Linked DNA regions of Salmo salar: region 2 is linked to region 1. A link is a contact called in public Hi-C data. All regions are on one chromosome and are shown on one strand. Each heading gives the region's core, a stretch centred on a gene start, on an enhancer-like site or on the middle of the called end of the contact. The rest is flanking DNA. Distances are from core to core; before and after follow the strand shown. Region 1 overlaps osgn1 (oxidative stress induced growth inhibitor 1). Region 2 overlaps mtss1 (MTSS I-BAR domain containing 1).

The links. Hi-C and Micro-C count contacts between places; a contact is called where the count stands out from the background.
Region 2: a contact with region 1 is called in a Hi-C map of muscle, with 7 times the contacts expected there. The contact joins two enhancer-like sites. A contact is called at or near these places in 2 of 3 Hi-C or Micro-C datasets (gill and muscle).

The regions. Positions count from the first base shown.
Region 1 is chrssa12:41,921,614-41,925,157 of Ssal_v3.1, forward strand. osgn1 (oxidative stress induced growth inhibitor 1) reads left to right here. Exons shown (of 6, transcript XM_014131667.2): 6 at 1-2,340. Among protein-coding and RNA genes, the nearest start is that of osgn1, 20 kb to the left of the region's middle. Within about 2 kb of position 1,523, at least 1 of the 13 cell types and tissues checked has an H3K27ac peak or open chromatin away from gene starts, as enhancers often do. A contact at or near this core is called in muscle, where this site is marked.
Region 2 is chrssa12:42,047,146-42,050,689 of Ssal_v3.1, forward strand. It overlaps mtss1 (MTSS I-BAR domain containing 1), which reads left to right. Exons shown (of 14, transcript XM_014131670.2): 8 at 1,111-1,218; 9 at 1,458-1,555. Among protein-coding and RNA genes, the nearest start is that of mtss1, 95 kb to the left of the region's middle. Within about 2 kb of position 1,901, at least 1 of the 13 cell types and tissues checked has an H3K27ac peak or open chromatin away from gene starts, as enhancers often do. A contact at or near this core is called in muscle, where this site is marked.

The sequences.
Region 1 (3,544 bases), core at 273-2,772:
TCAAGTATGCTAGCCGTATACTACAAATGTAGTTTGAGTTAGCAAGGTAACTCTTGAGTTCAACTTGGGATAACCGGTACCACGAAAGTGGCTCACCTTTTAGCCAGGTAAATGTTCTATGGCCACGAATCCTTCAGAACTAACCTGCTCCGGGGCAGGTTAACTCGGGTCTAACTACATTTACCCTGAATTAAGTGTCTTAGCCACGAGTTGAGGACCAAGAAAATCAGATTCCCTCACTCTCGCCAAGATTGCGTTATCATCCACTTAATTTGAGGAAGATGACTGATTTTTAAATATTTATTCATCAATAGATATTTTAAAATTACTATTTTAACAAAAACAATCACATTACACATTAAGTAATGACAAATGCATTTGAAACTTGACGCACAGTAAAACCTTTTATAACTTAATTCAATTATTTTATTGATGGGAGTCTGGAATAAAGGTGCTAGTGCATTGATAACCACAGCAAAGTAATAAAATAAAGACGGCACTCCTAAAAGTCTATTTCACACAACAGCCTGCTGAATTTGCTTAACTTTTCGGCACAAATTAAAATGGCACTGACTTGCCCATGGATTGATGTTTCTGCATTGTCTCAATGAAGAGTTCACCGTTCAACTAGCCACGAGCGACATGCAGTTATAAGCTTGCTAGAGTTCGCGGCAGACGGAACAGCAATATCCACCGTCATAGTACGGATGAAGCCTGAGCTGAAATGGGAAAACCCTGTGTAGCTATAGGTTGCTTTGTTGTATACCCCTCTTGTTAATGTTTGAAAACTCAAACGCCAACGTAACTTCTCAGCTAAATCTTTGAGATTAACTCTTTTGTTGCATTGGTTTTCCATTGTAAATCAATTTTGAAAGTGTAGAAACACATTACATTTACCATGCCATGACGTTTGATGGATTCTCTGAAATGAGAATGGTATCTGTGTCTATATTAGCATCTTTCACAAACGAGAACTCAAGCTTGCCAAGCTGAGTTTTTTGTTGTTGTATCATTCCTGGTAGTTTTTCAATCTGTTAGACCTTAAATGTAGCTGTTTATTCTATTTTTTTTAAACCAGACGATAAGTTTAAGGGGGGGCTATTCCCTTGATTTATTTGCAGTAAAAACTTAAAAGTAATATGTTTGAATTAAGAATTACAGGGTCAGTTTATCACCATGATCAGGCTCAATTTGAGACTAGGATAATTAGGCAATCTATGTTTAAGGCCCATATGCATTCTCACCAATCTGGGGTGACTTTCCTGAAAGCTTTGTAGCCAATGTTGTATTTTATTTATCTTGACAACCCAGACACCACTCGTAATTCGTTCACATACAGATTGACTACTAAATGTTGCTACTTTCTCACTGATATGGGTCTGGGTGGTGGAGAAGGTGTACTGTCAGCTATTAAGCTTCAGGGAAACGCACCTATTTTTATCATCCAGAGAGAATTGTCATTTTGTGCTATCTGTTTTCTCTTGTACATGTTTGTCCAGATGGTGCCTTGGCCAATTGCATACTCTGAGCTTCTGTTACTGCCCCAGCAGCATTTGATCTCGAGCCAGTGCCTTAAGACACATTGCTATTACCAAACTGGAAATGTATAAACTTATCATACAACCACTAGGTGGCCACATCAAATATTATATTATTCCACAGGTGTACAAAAAGTGTATTGAAGGCCTATAATGTTCTTGTAAAGTTGTGGGGCCATGTATTAAGACATCCTTAAGAGACAATATTCATATGCCAACCAGAAACAGTTTAAACGTCTAATTGAATCTAGTTGAGAAACTAGAGTTACAAATGCATTCAAAGCAGCGCACTATTGACAGTCTCTTTCAAGGCAACATAGTTGGTTTCATATGGCTCCTTAGCACTTGCTACACAAGGCAGTAAGACCAATGACCCACTGGTCTTTTCCATGCCAGATGTTTGTTCTGTCTTACATTTTAAACCATTACACAATGTTAAGTACTTCTTAAAAATAAATGTAAAATACTTTTTTTTTCGTCATTCATTCATGGTCTCAGACAATCATTTTGAAATCCACAGAACCCTGACCGATCAATAGAAAAGAGACCAGATGCAATATTTTCAGAGAATCTAATATTGTTTTTGTCCACATTTCCTATAAATTGTTCTTCACCACTGTAACCAAATTCTGAGAGTTGTGGATCATTGGTAATGTTTATTTTTGGAAAATGTCCATTCAAAAAGTTTGATAGGTGGCTATCATGACTTCACTTGAGTGTTCTTTTCCATGTTGATATACATGCACTACAAATGCAGGATTTTCTATGGATCCTTTGTATTAAATATACTATTTTCAACAAACTGTTTTTTTCCTCGTTACTATGCCACTAGCACTGAATGAATGCATTATTTTTATTGGACAGATATTAAATACATAAAGTTGCCTCATTCATTGAGTACGACAATGCATACATATGTTGAGCACAAAGTCTGCCAACTTATTTCCATGGTTCCATGTCCTTGTTATCATGTGTGTAGCGAGAATGGACAGCTTGGGCAAGACTGGCTTTGTATTTTGCACTTCATATTACACTCAGTGTAAGAAATGGCTTTTCCCTCACTTTATCCACCAGATGGCAGGCTATTCTAACCATTCAGTAAGCACTAACCCTATCTGGGTTCATGGGAAGTCCATATCCTAACCATAACCTTTTTAAATGTCTACTTCAATGGGGGGGATGTCCCAAGGATTCCATTTATACTTTGCCATTCAGATAGCAACAGGTTTGCATACCATGTGGAATGCAGTCCTACTGATGATATTACTTATGCAATATAATGTAAACTGCTTAGAGGCTATTTTCCTTTTCATACCCCAGAAACCCGTGCACATGCATAGATACTGTGTGAGAGCAAAGTCTTGCATCTCGATCATCTCTATCTGCAGTGCTGCTTGTTGCAACTTAATTTCGCTGAGTCTACCTTTAAAAGATGCACTACAGGATCTTAAGCACAATGAATTGGATTCGTAACCTATCACACGAATTGCATCAGAAAATAATATATATATATATATATATATATATATATATATATACAGTGCCTTGCGAAAGTATTCGGCCCCCTTGAACTTTTCGACCTTTTGCCACATTTCAGGCTTCAAACATAAAGATATGAAACTGTAATTTTTTGTGAAGAATCAACAAGTGGGACACAATCATGAAGTGGAATGAAATTTATTGGATATTTCAAACTTTTTTTAACAAATAAAAAACGGAAAAATTGGGCGTGCAAAATTATTCAGCCCCCTTAAGTTAAAACTTTGTAGCGCCACCTTTTGCTGCGATTACAGCTGTAAGTCGCTTGGGGTATGTCTCTATCAGTTGTGCACATCGAGAGACTGACATTTTTGCCCATTCCTCCTTGCAAAACAGCTCGAGCTCAGTGAGGTTGGATGGAGAGCGTTTGTGAACAGCAGTTTTCAGTTCTTTCCACAGATTCTCGATTGGATTCAGGTCTGGACTTTGACTTGGCCATTCTAACACCTGGATATGTTTATTTGTGA
Region 2 (3,544 bases), core at 651-3,150, 130 kb after region 1:
TACATACACTAAGTTGACTGTGCCTTTAAACAGCTTGGGAAATTCCAGAAAATGTCATAGCTTTAGAAGCTTCTGATAGGCTAATTGACATCATTTGAGTCAATTGGAAGTGTACCTGTGGATGTATTTCAAGGCCTACCTTCAAACTCAGTGCCTCTTGTCTTGACATCATGGGAAAATCAAAAGAAATCCGCCCCAGAAACACCTCAGAAAAAAATTGTAGACCTCCATAAGTCTGGTTCATCCATGGGAGCAATTTACAAATGCCTGAAGGTACCACGTTCATCTGTACAAACAATATTACGCAAGTATAAACACCATGGGACCACGCAACCGTCATACCGCTCAGGAAGGAGACGTGTTCTGTCTCATAGAGATGAACGTACTTTGGTGCGAAAAGTGCAAATCAATCCCAGAACAACAGCAAAGGACCTTGTGAAGATGCTGGAGGAAACGGGTACAAAGTATCTATATCCACAGTAAAACGAGTCCTATATCGACATAACCTGAAAGGCCGCTCAGCACTGCTCCAAAACTGTCATAAAAACTCCAGACTACGGTTTGCAGTACGGTGGCCATCATAAAGCCCCCTTAATCCTATAGAAAATGTGTGGGCAGAACTGAATAAGCATCTGTGAGCAAGGAGGACTACAAACCTGACTGAATTACACCAGCTCTGTCAGGAGGAATGGACCAAAATTCACCCAACTTATTGTGGGAAGCTTGTGGAAGGCTACCTGAAACGTTTGACCCAAGTTAAACATTTTAAAGGCAATGCTACCAAATACTAATTGAGTTGTGAAAAGCTGAGTTTAAATGTATTTGGCTAAGGTGTATGTAAACTTCCGACTTCAACTGTAAATGCCCATGATTTTGGAATGAGATGTTCGACGATTAGGTGTCCACATACTCTTGGTCATGAATTGTATTTCCATCCCCTAAGGGTTGAGGAAATTGGGTAACTGACGTGGAATATATGGTTAGGGGTGATTTCTACTTGTTGGTTGTGTGTCTGAACTGATTTGGGATCTGTGGATAGGGGTGACTGGTTTTTGGTGATTGGTTGTGTGTCTGTGATCTGATCTGGGTTCTGTGGTTGTTTGTGTGCAGGATCATGAGATTAGCATGCTCGGAGAGGTGACCCACCTGCAGACCATCCTGGAAGACCTGAGCACCCTGACGGCCGAGCCCAGCAAACTACCCCCGGCCAGTGAACAGGTTCGATGGATGATTCTTACACAGCCAAACACTTGACACAGACATCTACATGTTCACCAAAAAAGACATGGACACACACACACACACACACACTTGTTCGTGCCACACACACACACTGACATCAATATACCTTTACAAATGCACTTAACCACGTACTCGCACACTGTGTTAGAAACTCCCACTTATCCATATTCTCGTTCTCCCACATTGAAACTCTTTTTCTCCCTACTTCTGAACAGGTGATCCTGGATCTGAAGGGATCAGACTACAGCTACAGTTACCAGACGCCCCCTGCCTCCCCCAGCAACACACTGTCCCGCAAGAGCAGCATCAGCGGGTAGCTAAACCCAAACACATGCATGCATAAACATGCGCACACACACACACACACTCTACACTAAGTACTCAGGTAGACATATTGGCATACACACGCACACTGCTTCACACCAAATGTGCTGACTTTGACATTGCATGGGGGCCATCTTGACATTTTAGAGAGCTCACCAAAGAGGCAAAGAGGGAGGAGGGGTTGAAGGGTGAAGTGTGCAGGTAGGAAAACTGTATCAAATGGATAGTAGTAGCAGCAGCTAAGTGAAGTTCAGTGTGTCTGTGCTATCGCACAGACTGGAGCCAGCTAAGGAAGTGTGCTCCTGTAACAGGGTTCAATGGGGTGCCATTTGGGATGCAGCCTTGAGGGATGGAGGGAGGGGTGATGAAGAGAGCAGATGACTGAGTAAAGTTCAGTGTTGACAAGTGAAGTTGAGCCAAGGGAACTGAAGAAAAACATTCATGGTGTCCTGTCTCTTTACCATCCTGGCACACACACACACACACACAGAGAGCATGTACAGGCATGCACAGAACACATGCAATCTCGCAAAGACACGCACGTACACATACACACACGTTTCTGGCTGCATGTGTGAGGGGAATGTGTGTGACGGGAATAAGCGTCAGTATCCCATTGCCTATGTGTGTTTGGTGTGTGTGTGTGTTGAGTCTACTGGTCGTCCAGGCCACAGCCAAAACACACGCCGCCCCAGGTGGTGATTGGGGTAGAGGGATGACGTCCTCCATCATACACACATGCTAGAAGGATTAGCAGACCAGTGGGTAAATGACTAGGCCTAGATCTCAATTCTTCATAAGGTGCGCTCAAATTAAATGAGCCAAGGCAGATCAAATCCCCCAAGTGCACCATAGCCGAACCCCCCTCTAAAGCGCAAAACTGTCTATCAGTATATTTGAATGTGTTGATATGTATTCTATTGTAATTGATGTAGCTTATGACATTCATTATGTTATTTGCTTGGCCGAAAGTGACAAGACTTCTATAATGTACAGTAAACATCAAACGACGGTTTAAACATTTGCCACAGAGCAACAGTAGCGAGCAAGCCGTATGGTATAGTCATTTAGAACGGTCATTTGCAGTACAGTGTGTTCTCTGGACCAAGCTCAATTTCCACTTAAGCACCTACTACTGCGGTCAAAACCTGTGGTGTGTTGATGTAGCAGAGCATTTATGCATTCAAACCATGAGAGGACAGGCTTTCTATTTTAACGATTAGCATGGACACCAACATCCATGAGTGCATTCACACATTTAGTGTCCCAAGTGGCACCCTATTACCTACATAGTGCACTACTTTTGACCAATGGACAAAATTAGTACACTATATAGGGCTGGTCTCTCCAAACCTGTTCATGGAAAGCTACTGTCCTGTCAGATTTCGATCCAACCTCAAATCTAACTAACCTGATTCAGCTAATCAACCAGCTAATTATTAGAATCGGGTGTGCTAGATAAGGGATGGAACCTAAACCTTACTATAGTACTTGTTCAAGATAGTTGTAGTGGATTGGTGCACACCCCCAGTTGAGTTGGCTAAGTGACTTAAGTCTGCTGTGATTTTCTTTGTGGATTTTTTTGTTCTAGGCTATGTTATGTCTGACCGTGAATAGGGCAGGACATAGTGCACCAAAACAGATTCAAATGATCAGAAGTTTACCTCTCACTCACTGTCGTTTGGCTCTGGCTCAGTTTCAGAAGAAATGGCGGCAGTTTTTCATGCCTGGTTGTCTCTCCCTCTCTTTTTTTATTTTTTATTTTGCTCTTTTGTTTCCTGCTCTTTTTCATTCATTGTGCTCTCTCCCTCACCCACACTTTTTCCTCCTCGCTCTCTCTCTGTCGGTCTCTCTCGCTCTCGCTCTCTCTCTGTCGCTCTCGCTCTCTGTCGCTCTCGCTCTGTCGCTCTCGCTCTCTGTCGCTCTCGCTCTCTGTCGCTCTCGCTCTCTGTCGCTCTCGCTCTCTGTCGCTCTCGCT